Regions from separate parts of the Rattus norvegicus genome. Here region 1 is linked to region 2. A link is a contact called in public Hi-C data. All regions are on one chromosome and are shown on one strand. The core of a region is the stretch at or near the end of the contact, and the rest is flanking DNA. Distances in the headings are between cores, read along the strand shown.

Region 1 (4,585 bases), core at 799-3,298, 42 kb before region 2:
TCCTCACATCATTAGAAAAGTTTCTAAGGCAATTCCCTTCGAGAGGATGGCCCCAGTGACCCGACTGCTTTCTACTGTGAGGCCCCACCCCTTAGAGGTTCCAATGGTGTCATGGCTGGAGTCAAGTCCTTAGGAAATGGGCAACTTGGAGACAGTTTGGATCTAAACTCAGACCCGTATCCTCCATCTGCCTCATTCTTGTGACCCCTCGTGGTTCCTTTCTGTTACTGCTTCACTGAAATGGATTTTAATTTCCATGATTAGGACCAGGCCTGCATTTCCCTCAGTGTAGTGTTCACAAAGCAGGGGGAAAAAAGACAGTTAGTTGAGTAGTTGCTGAAATATCAGTTTATCTGTGTTCAAATTCTGACTTTTACCATTTCCTGGGTTGAAGACAATAGTCAAGTTTCTTAAGTACTCCATGCCTCAGTTTCTCCACTTTTACAAAATCAGGCCAACACCACCAATGACTAAGACATCTCTGATTGCTTTCTCTCTTGTATATCGACACAAGGTCTTTCATCTGAACCCAGAGTCAGCTTAGTCTCCACCTCCAGAGACCTGGGAGCAGAGCCAGGCCATGGAGCCTGCACTGTAGCTGCTGGGGATCCCACCTCAAGGCTTCTAGCTTGCCTGGCATGCACCTCACACCCTGAGCATCTCCTCAGCTCTGCAACTACTTTAAAAATGAAACAAGAGGTAGGGATGTGTGTGTGTGTGTGTGTGTGTGTGTGTGTGTGTGTGTGTGTGTAAAGCCGTAATAGCTTCCGCCATTACAAGATGGCGCACGATAGCGCGGGACATGTGTGTGTGTGTGTGTGTGTGTGTGTGTGTGTGTGTGTGTGTGTGTTTTGGCGGGGGGCTTCAGAAAACCGTAAGAGATTATATATAGAGAACATTCTCATATTCTGTGATTCAGCAACCCCCCTCTTAAGTACATATCTAAGGGAATCATTTCAGATCTGTGTCCAATGTCATTAGGGTTGAAGGAAACCAGGGTTACTAGCCTCAACCTTAACTCTCACCTTAGACTATTTCAAGTCTGGGTGATGTTTCCCCTGGGCAGGGGGAAAGCAGAAGAAAGAAGAGAGCAAGAACTTCTGGTGGTTTTATTCCTTCATCTAGTGCTGGTAGCAACATTGAACTATACTTGCAGGATTTGAGCATTTCCCCCTCTGTATCATAGGTCACAAAAGAAAGAAAGAAAAGGAAAGAGAAAGAAAGAGAAAGAGAAAGAGAAAGCTGGGTGTGGTAACGGATACCTGTAAGCAACACTTGGGAGGTTAGAGGAAGGAGGATGAGGAATTCCAAATCAGTCTCAGTTACATAGTAACTTCAAGGCTAAAGTCAGCCTGGGCACACGAGGGGTGTGTGTGTGTGTGTCTGTGTGTGTGTGAGAGAGACAGAGAGACAGAGACAGAGACAGACAGAGACAGACAGAGACAGACAGAGACAGACAGAGACAGACAGAGACAGACAGAGACAGAGAGAGGAGGAGGAAGACAAAGGAGAGGAGGAGGAAGTGAGAGGAGGGAGGGAAGGAGGGAGAGAATAAGAAAGCAGAGGGAAATAAAACCAAGCAAGGGAACAGAAAAAGCTGCAGATCTCTGGCTCTGGCACCTGACCCTGTTGGCTCACCCCTCTGCCTCTCCCAGGCTCCTGCCCAGATCCTTTATTGCCAGAGCAAAAATGGCAAGCTCTACGAGAGTCCAGAATCTTTACTTTGCTCCATGCCGTTGTAAGTGCGTGATTTGGGTAGTAGAATAACTTGGGCTAGGTGAGCCTCTTTATTAAAAAACAAAAACTAAAACATTTCAAAAACCTTGAAAATCATCTTCCGTGCCCCACTCTTCCTGTCTCTCATTATGCCCTGCAGGACATACTCTTGGCCTTCGAACACTTACTGCCTTGGCCAGCTCTAAATGAGCGCCAGCACTGAGGGGTCCAGCCCATGCTGAACTCCCACGGTGACCCCCCCCAAGTCCCCGCCCCGACTGACCCCGCCTCGCGGCTGCGGTCTATTTTGGGCGCACCCGCGGCGGGGCGCGGGATCGCTGACAGTCGCGGATCCTGTGACACCTCCCAGCAGCCAGGCACTTGTTGCTCTCGGGACCTGTTGTCAATCCCTTAGCTCGCTCTTCCTTTTAGCCCCCTGCTGGATCTTGGAGTCTGCTCTTTCCGTTTGACACCTGGGACTCCGAGCTCTTCTCTCAGACATAGCTGTCCTTGCTTGGAGAAATTGATGAGAAACTGTTAGTCTTAAAAGAAAAAAAAAATTAAACGCCGTGCAGAAGAGAGGCCCCTCGCTGTGAGCAGGAGCCTGAAGCGCTGCAGAGGTGGCGCCTCTCCGGCCCGGGACCGTGGTCCGGGGCGCCGACGGCATGACGGACTCAGCGACAGCTAATGGGGACGACAGGGACCCCGAGATCGAGCTCTTCGTGAAGGTAGGTCGGCGTTCGTGGGCCTCCTCCCGGGCTGGAGGTGGCAAGATCTCAAGTGTCAGGACGCAGATCCCTCTGGGACTTGAGACCCTCCCTAGGGAGCGCAGTCCGGCACCCTCGTGGTCCTGTCTGTGGCCTTTCTGGAAGGGGATCCCGGGAGAATAGAGTGAGCATCGACCTGGCAGGTGGCTGTCTTGAAGAGTTGACCCACAGTCTACCAAACATTGTAGGACAGGTCGCTGCCCTGCATCCTGAGCTCCGAGGGAAGCGCGCGGATCCTGTGATCCAAGAGAAGGGATGTTGGCTAGGTGGAAGGTTGTCTCCAGATATAGGGACAGGGAATCTGGCTGGACTAGTAAACTTTTCTTCTGTAGCAGAGGGAGGAGAGGAAGGGAGAGGGAGAGGGAGAAGGAGAGGGAGGGGGAGGAGAGAGAGAGAGAGAGAGAGAGAGAGAGAGAGAGAGAGAGAGAGAGAGAGAGAGAGAGAGGAGGGAGATTATCTTTGGCAAAACAAAAATAGCATTTCCTAGTACCCCCCTCTTCTTTTATTCAGAAGCGCTAAAATAAAAGCAAAGGCCACAAAGCTATTTTCTTGTTTTGTGACTTGTAGAGGAGAAAAAAAAAAAAAAAAACGAACACCCAGTTCCCTGCTGTTATTATCACTGTCATTATGACTCTGCAGGGCAGTCTCAGGTAACCAGGGGACCTGTCAGTCAACCCGACCTGGGTTTCTTGCAGAACCAAATTAAGCCCCCCCCCCCCCACCCCTGCTTCTTGGGCAGTAGCAGACACCAGACAGCAACTGTAATTTTGTTTTGCAGGCTGCGGGAGGTTGGAGGTCCGGTCCTCCGCAGGTGTAGGCAGAAACATTTGATCAGCCCCCCCCCCCACCCCCCCACTTGCCGGGACACTGCAGAAGCAGAGACCGGGAAACCTGAGGCGAAGGAAAGCAGCCTCTGGGCTGGGCTGCAGAGTCGCCAGGACTTTGGGGGGAGGGGAGGGCTGTACTGCCTGATTACCTAGAGCTTTCACAAAGGGGAATAAAATCTTCTAGCGCAGTTTTCCAAGAATAGAGTGCAGAGGGCTGAGAGCACACTGGGTCTAAAGGGCATGCCTAAAACCTGGAAGCAGAAAGGTGTTAATTTGCTTAAGCTACCTGTCTCCAAACGAGTTGAATAGACTTCAGCAGAAAGGTTTAGGTTCCTGTAAACCTGAATAACAATCTTTTCTTCTTTGACACCTTTGAAACACACACACACAGACACACACACACACACACACACACACACACACGCACACTCCAATATACATAATGAATTTGAATATATATATATATATTGTTGCAACCTATTTTATGTCTACAAAGTGATGTCGATGTTCTCTAGGCAGCAGTTTTAGGTGTGCTGACTGACCTAGGAAAAGAACAAGGCTCTACTGCCTCTGCCCCCTCCCAGTCTGGGCAGGATGGGGCCATGGAGGGAGGGTGAATGGATACAACATTCACAAAACCTTGCTGCCTTCCTTAAGAGAGCCAGTCTTGGACTTACTCGGATTGCCTGGGAGTAGGAACTGCAAGTGTCAGGTTCCCTGAGAGATATTTCAAACCCAAATTGGTTCTTTGGAGCCAAGGGAGAGAGCCCTTTGCCCTGCACTAAGCATAGAGACCAATTCTACCTGTATCTTTGGAATTTAATGTTGGCAGCATTCGGAGATTTTGTCTATATAAAAACACTTACTCCACAGCGAGTAGCCCCCAAAGAATTCTAGAATGTCTGTGCTGTCACCTACCTGGTTTCTTATTAAAGAAAGGCAGTTAGTAAGAGCCAAGCGGGCCTTTGTGGTTCCCAGACCAGATTGATGGCAGAGGTGTTTTTGATGCCCACCCTCATCTTTGAGCTTCTGGTGACTGTTATGATCACAGGGTACACATAAAAGCTGGGTCAGCGGGGTAGTGGTGGCCTACGACTTCAATCCCAGCACTCCGGTGACAGAGGCCAGCAGATCTCTGAGTTCGAGGCCAGCCTCCAACAGAGCGAGTTCCAAGACAGTGAGCCCTACATGGAGAAACCCTGTCTTAAATAACAAAAACAAACAAACACCTGTGTGTAAAGTGAGGGTGCTTCTCAGAGCCTCCAATGGTGTCAT
Region 2 (4,656 bases), core at 1,478-3,977:
TAACTACAAGTGTGGGGGAGTAAACCCTGAATGACGCTATATACCCTTAAACCTGATCCTGTGGCCTGGTTTCTTGTTAGCCTGTAAACCTCTCGGATGCTGTGATTTTTCGCGTGCTGGCTACTTTTTGAACAACTAGAAAGGGTATGCCTGGCCCTGAATCATGTCACAGACAGAAAAGAGAAGGAACCTTAGAGGATCTGTCTTACAATGTAGCAGAAAGGAATCCCAGTCAGGCCTAATTAGTAAGCTGTAAGGAGAAACGGTGCCTTTTGTTAGAGTCTCAATGTTCAGCAGTGCCATCCATCCGTAGAAGAGTCTGTGCAGACTCCATGGAAGGTCAACGCTATAAATAAAACGTGTAATCACCAAAACCATGTTCCCTTTCTTTCCTACTGATCCCAGTGGGTGTCTCAGAACTCCCTAGATCATCCTTCCGGAAGCCTCTTCAAACAGTCGGGAGACGAGGCCCGAGTTGGAAGTTCTTTGCTGTTGTTCTTTTATCAAAATATAATTGGGAAGGGCTGACCTTAAACATGGGATCTGGATGCTATGAAATCTGGAAGGCCATCTCAGTATCGTCCGTTCTAAACATAGCCCAACAATAGCAGGCTTCCTTCCTTGGCTGTTTCTTTCAAGTAAAAGGGATTTGGGTTTGTCCTGCTTACAAAGAGCTCAGAGGGCTTTAAGGGTGGGGAACACAGATGGCCGTAATACAGCTTCTCACACACAAACAAGTGCAATTTCTTTTTCTTTCGTACTACACTTGGTCCTTTTAAACAAGGTGAACACACACACAGTGATCTGCTTTGATGATAATCATTTGAACTTGGTGCTTTCTGTTAGGGATGCGAATACATTTTCACATCTTCTAACAATCCAGATGGCTCATGGGAAGGGATTCACTCTGAATGTGTCTACCAGGAGGCTGTCAACTTGACACCAACCTCCACATACCTAGGAAAAGGGAGTCTCAGCTGAGTAATTATTTCCATCAGATGGGCCTATAGTCATGTCTGTGGGGCATGGGGCATTTTCTTCGCTGTTGATTAATATGGAAGGGCCCAGTCCACTATGGGTGGTGTCATTCCCTAGGCCGGCAGGCCTACATTATGTAAGAGAGATAAGGAAAGGAAGCCAGTAAGTAGCATTTTTCTCTCTTCTCTCTTTCAGTTCCTGCCTCCAGGTTCCTGTACTGGCTTTCCTTAATGATGGGCTATAATTGTAAGCCAAGTAAAACCTCTCCTCCCCCAAGTCAGGTTTAGCCACTGTCACCGCAATAAGAAAGCAAACTAGAACAAACGCACGTGCCAGAATAAGGTTTTACAGAACTTGAGAGATGGAATAGGCTGAAAGTAGCAAGAGCCAAACTTTTAGACACAGAAAGGACCAGGAGAAGGAGGAACAAATCCCGTACCTTCCTTATTTTGGAGTCAACCCATGAGTGCCGTTTTGTGTTTGTCTCTGTCTCTCTCACTCCCTCTCTGTCTCTTTCTGTCTTGTCTTCTTTCCCTCCTCCCCTCTCTGTGTGCATGCCTTAATGTGCATGAGGAAGTCAGAGGAGATCTTCTGTTGACTTTCCTCAGGTACCTGTTGTCTTTCTGTGTTTTGTTTGTTTGCTCACTTGGTTTTGTTTTCTTGTCTTCTAATTTTTTAAACAGGCTGTCTCACTAGCTTAGACATGTTGAGTAAGCTAGGCTAGCTAGCCAGCGAGCTCCAGATATTGATCTGTGTGAGACTCCACAGCATTGGAATTCCAAGAGCATGCCACCACACCCAGCCCTTTTAAATGTGAATTGTGAGACTTGAACTCTTGTCCTCTGGTTCGCTGGGCAAGCATTTACCAACGGAGCTATTTCCCCAGCCCCTTCTAAATTTTTATGATGACTACTTCCAGCTTTTATTCTGAGACATCAGGTAGAGAACTTATGAGGACTGTTGGTGACACACTCCCTTCTCAATGCTTCACAGACAACAACTCCAGCAAATGAACCTGTGCAGAGGGCATCGGAGAGTTTGACTAAGGCATTACTCATGTATCCCTTGTTTCAGAGGCAAGGAAGTGCAAGGCCAGGCTGAAGCAACAACTTGTTTAAGGGTTCATTTATCTTGCAGCACAAGCAGGGCCAGCATGTACCCATCAGCAGGCAGGAGCGTGTGTCTCATAACTTCCGGGAGCTTTAAAAAATACTGGTGGGTCTTGGAAAAGTTCCCTACTGACTCCCTTCCGCTTAGGGTGTGTCTTCCTGGGTGATTGTATGTGCCACATGATTCTTGGTGTAAGTTTATTTATTAATTTTTTTAATGGGAATACAATGATGAGGACATTTCCTGCTTTAGTCTGCCACTTGGAAAAGGTTCTTCTTTAGCCGAGGCAGCAACAAAAAGCAGACTCCTGGTCAATTACAGTTCAGCCCGATTTTTTTTTTCAAGGTAAAATAGCAAAATTAAACCGGTTCTCCTTGAGCTAATTCCTGGTTCTGCCTCAGTGTCTAGAAATGAATGATTGTTTTATAAAAGCCCCCTTCTAAAGCAGAAGATGTGATAGCTTAAAACAAGTCCTCTGGTTTCTGTGTTGTTGTTGTTGTGGTGGTTGTGCTGAGGACCGAGCCAAGGGCCATATGTGCTGGGGACATGCTGTGCCCTTGAGCTACAGTCCTCAGCCTTCCCCCGGTGGGGCACGAGTGCATGCGTTCCTGTGTGCGTGTGTGTAGGCTGACATCAGTGTTGAGTAGCTCTCACTTCATTTATCGAGGCAGGCTCCGTAACCGAATCTGGAGCTCATGCATTCCGGCGAGTCTAGCCAGCCAGCTTGTCCCAGGGAGCCCCTGTCTCTGCTTCTTGAGTGCTGGAGTAATTCACAGGTGGCTAGCGTATGTACGAGGCTTCTATGTGGGCTCCGGTGACCTGAATGCTAGTTCTCACTTTAGTGTGTAAAGCAGTTTATCCACCGAGCCATCCCCTCAGACCCTACCTTATACCTCTATTCCTGTCTGGGGCATTTGTTTTAAAGGTTTTCTTTTGAGAGCCTCACTGTTCAGTTGAGGTTGGATTTAGCCTTCTGGGAGGCTGGGATTACAGGAGTGCGTGGCCGTGCACACCTCTGCAACCCAGTTCTTTACAGTAAGGTCTTTGGGATCTTAGATGGAATCAGCTGGAGTGGCTCACAAGATGGGGACACTTGCCTGGTAGAAACATTTCTCTATTGTACGGTGTCAGAGAATGACTTTCTCCAGACATGGGGCACTTACCATGCCAGTTAGAGACTGAGAGGAATGGGGAATGTATTATAAAGGTAAGGACCTATGGACACTAATGTATTGAGGACTGTCTCTCTGCCACCTTCCCGTGATGCATCCATCTGTCATTTCCGTAAGTTTTCTCACCTGTGATGGTGAAGACGTCTGTGCAGGGCAGGATGGAGGCAGAAAGGAGGTGACTTGGCTCTGAAACTTCTTTCCTGTTCTCCTGAGACTCAGAATCTGTAGTAGAATCCAGTTTTCTTGTCTTTCATTCACCTGAAAAAAAAAAAGTCACATTCTTCCAGTATCTTTAGCATTTTATTAGTTCAGAAGAGTAAAATGACAGGTAAGCAAAGATTCGTGGGAAACCTTTAAGTATGACTTGCGAAAGATTTTTATCAGAGCTGGAGAAACTCAAGTCAGTGTGGCTACCATATTCAATGCCAAGCCCTTCGTTTGCTGGTGGTATTTCTGGTTATCCCTCTGTGAAAATATGGCTGCTTGATGGTCATCCTGGAAACTAACAGAGAGCTGTGACGGGACCCAGATTTCCAGCTGCTAGGCACAGCTCTCTTCTGGTTAGTTTATCCATAGGCCTGTATACTCAATTTTCTTCAGCAAGGACTTAAAATTTGGCTTCCTCTAATATGAAAGGTTCCCACAAAGTCCTGTTGTTGGTGCTATTGACTATCCAGAATACTAAGAGCCTTCAATGACATGCATCAAACTAGGACTTGGACCAGGGGGGATCCGGATAGCCTGGTGTGTGTTGACACCGAGGACCAGTTTGCTAACACACCCTGGTTGTACCGTGATGGACAAGACATGCCATTTTCTTGAGGAACTGGAACATAGTGCAGACAAGAGGTAAGGTTGAGCACAGAGAACTGATGATGGAGCAGGGCTTGAGTGGGAACGTGGAAGAGCACTAAGGGAGGTTTGTGGATAGTCAGGTCCTGGGTATGGACCTTGAAGAGTAAGCTACCCCTAAATAGTGGCAGGAAAGGTTGACACTGGGAAGAAGCAACAACGTGAACACAGGCCTCAAACTTCATCCTACAGCGTATGAATGTCAAGAACCATAAGCAGATGATCACGTGAGAACCAGAGAATTCTCTAGTGCTCTCTCTTCCTCTGGTCTGAGGACCCTACTCCAGATGCAAGCCAAGCCACAGAGAATTGACTGCCACCTTCTGTGCCTTATGTCTGATGGAGTTCCTCTTCATATCATCATGGGCCTCTAACTCCTTTTAATACCCCTGGCCAACCCGTCTTTATTCTTCCCCTGTGCCCACTCTCAGTACCATCTCAAGAGCATTCCCAGTTATGTATAAACTGTGGGTGGGAGGTAACATTTGTTCTTCATGGGTTACTGTAACTCAATGCACGCAAGATGAGCCCAAATAAACTCCTG

What was found. Hi-C and Micro-C count contacts between places; a contact is called where the count stands out from the background.
Region 1: a contact with region 2 is called in a Hi-C map of psoas muscle, with 1.9 times the contacts expected there. The contact joins the promoter of Clic5 here to the enhancer-like site in region 2.

The regions. Positions count from the first base shown.
Region 1 is chr9:24,308,427-24,313,011 of GRCr8, reverse strand. It overlaps Clic5 (chloride intracellular channel 5), which reads left to right and starts at 2,048. Exons shown (of 6, transcript NM_053603.4): 1 at 2,048-2,444. The coding sequence starts at 2,382.
Region 2 is chr9:24,267,387-24,272,042 of GRCr8, reverse strand. The region is part of intron 1 of Clic5 (chloride intracellular channel 5); the gene reads left to right. Among named protein-coding and RNA genes, the nearest start is that of Clic5, 41 kb to the left of the region's middle. Within about 2 kb of position 2,727, at least 27 of the 93 cell types and tissues checked have an H3K27ac peak or open chromatin away from gene starts, as enhancers often do.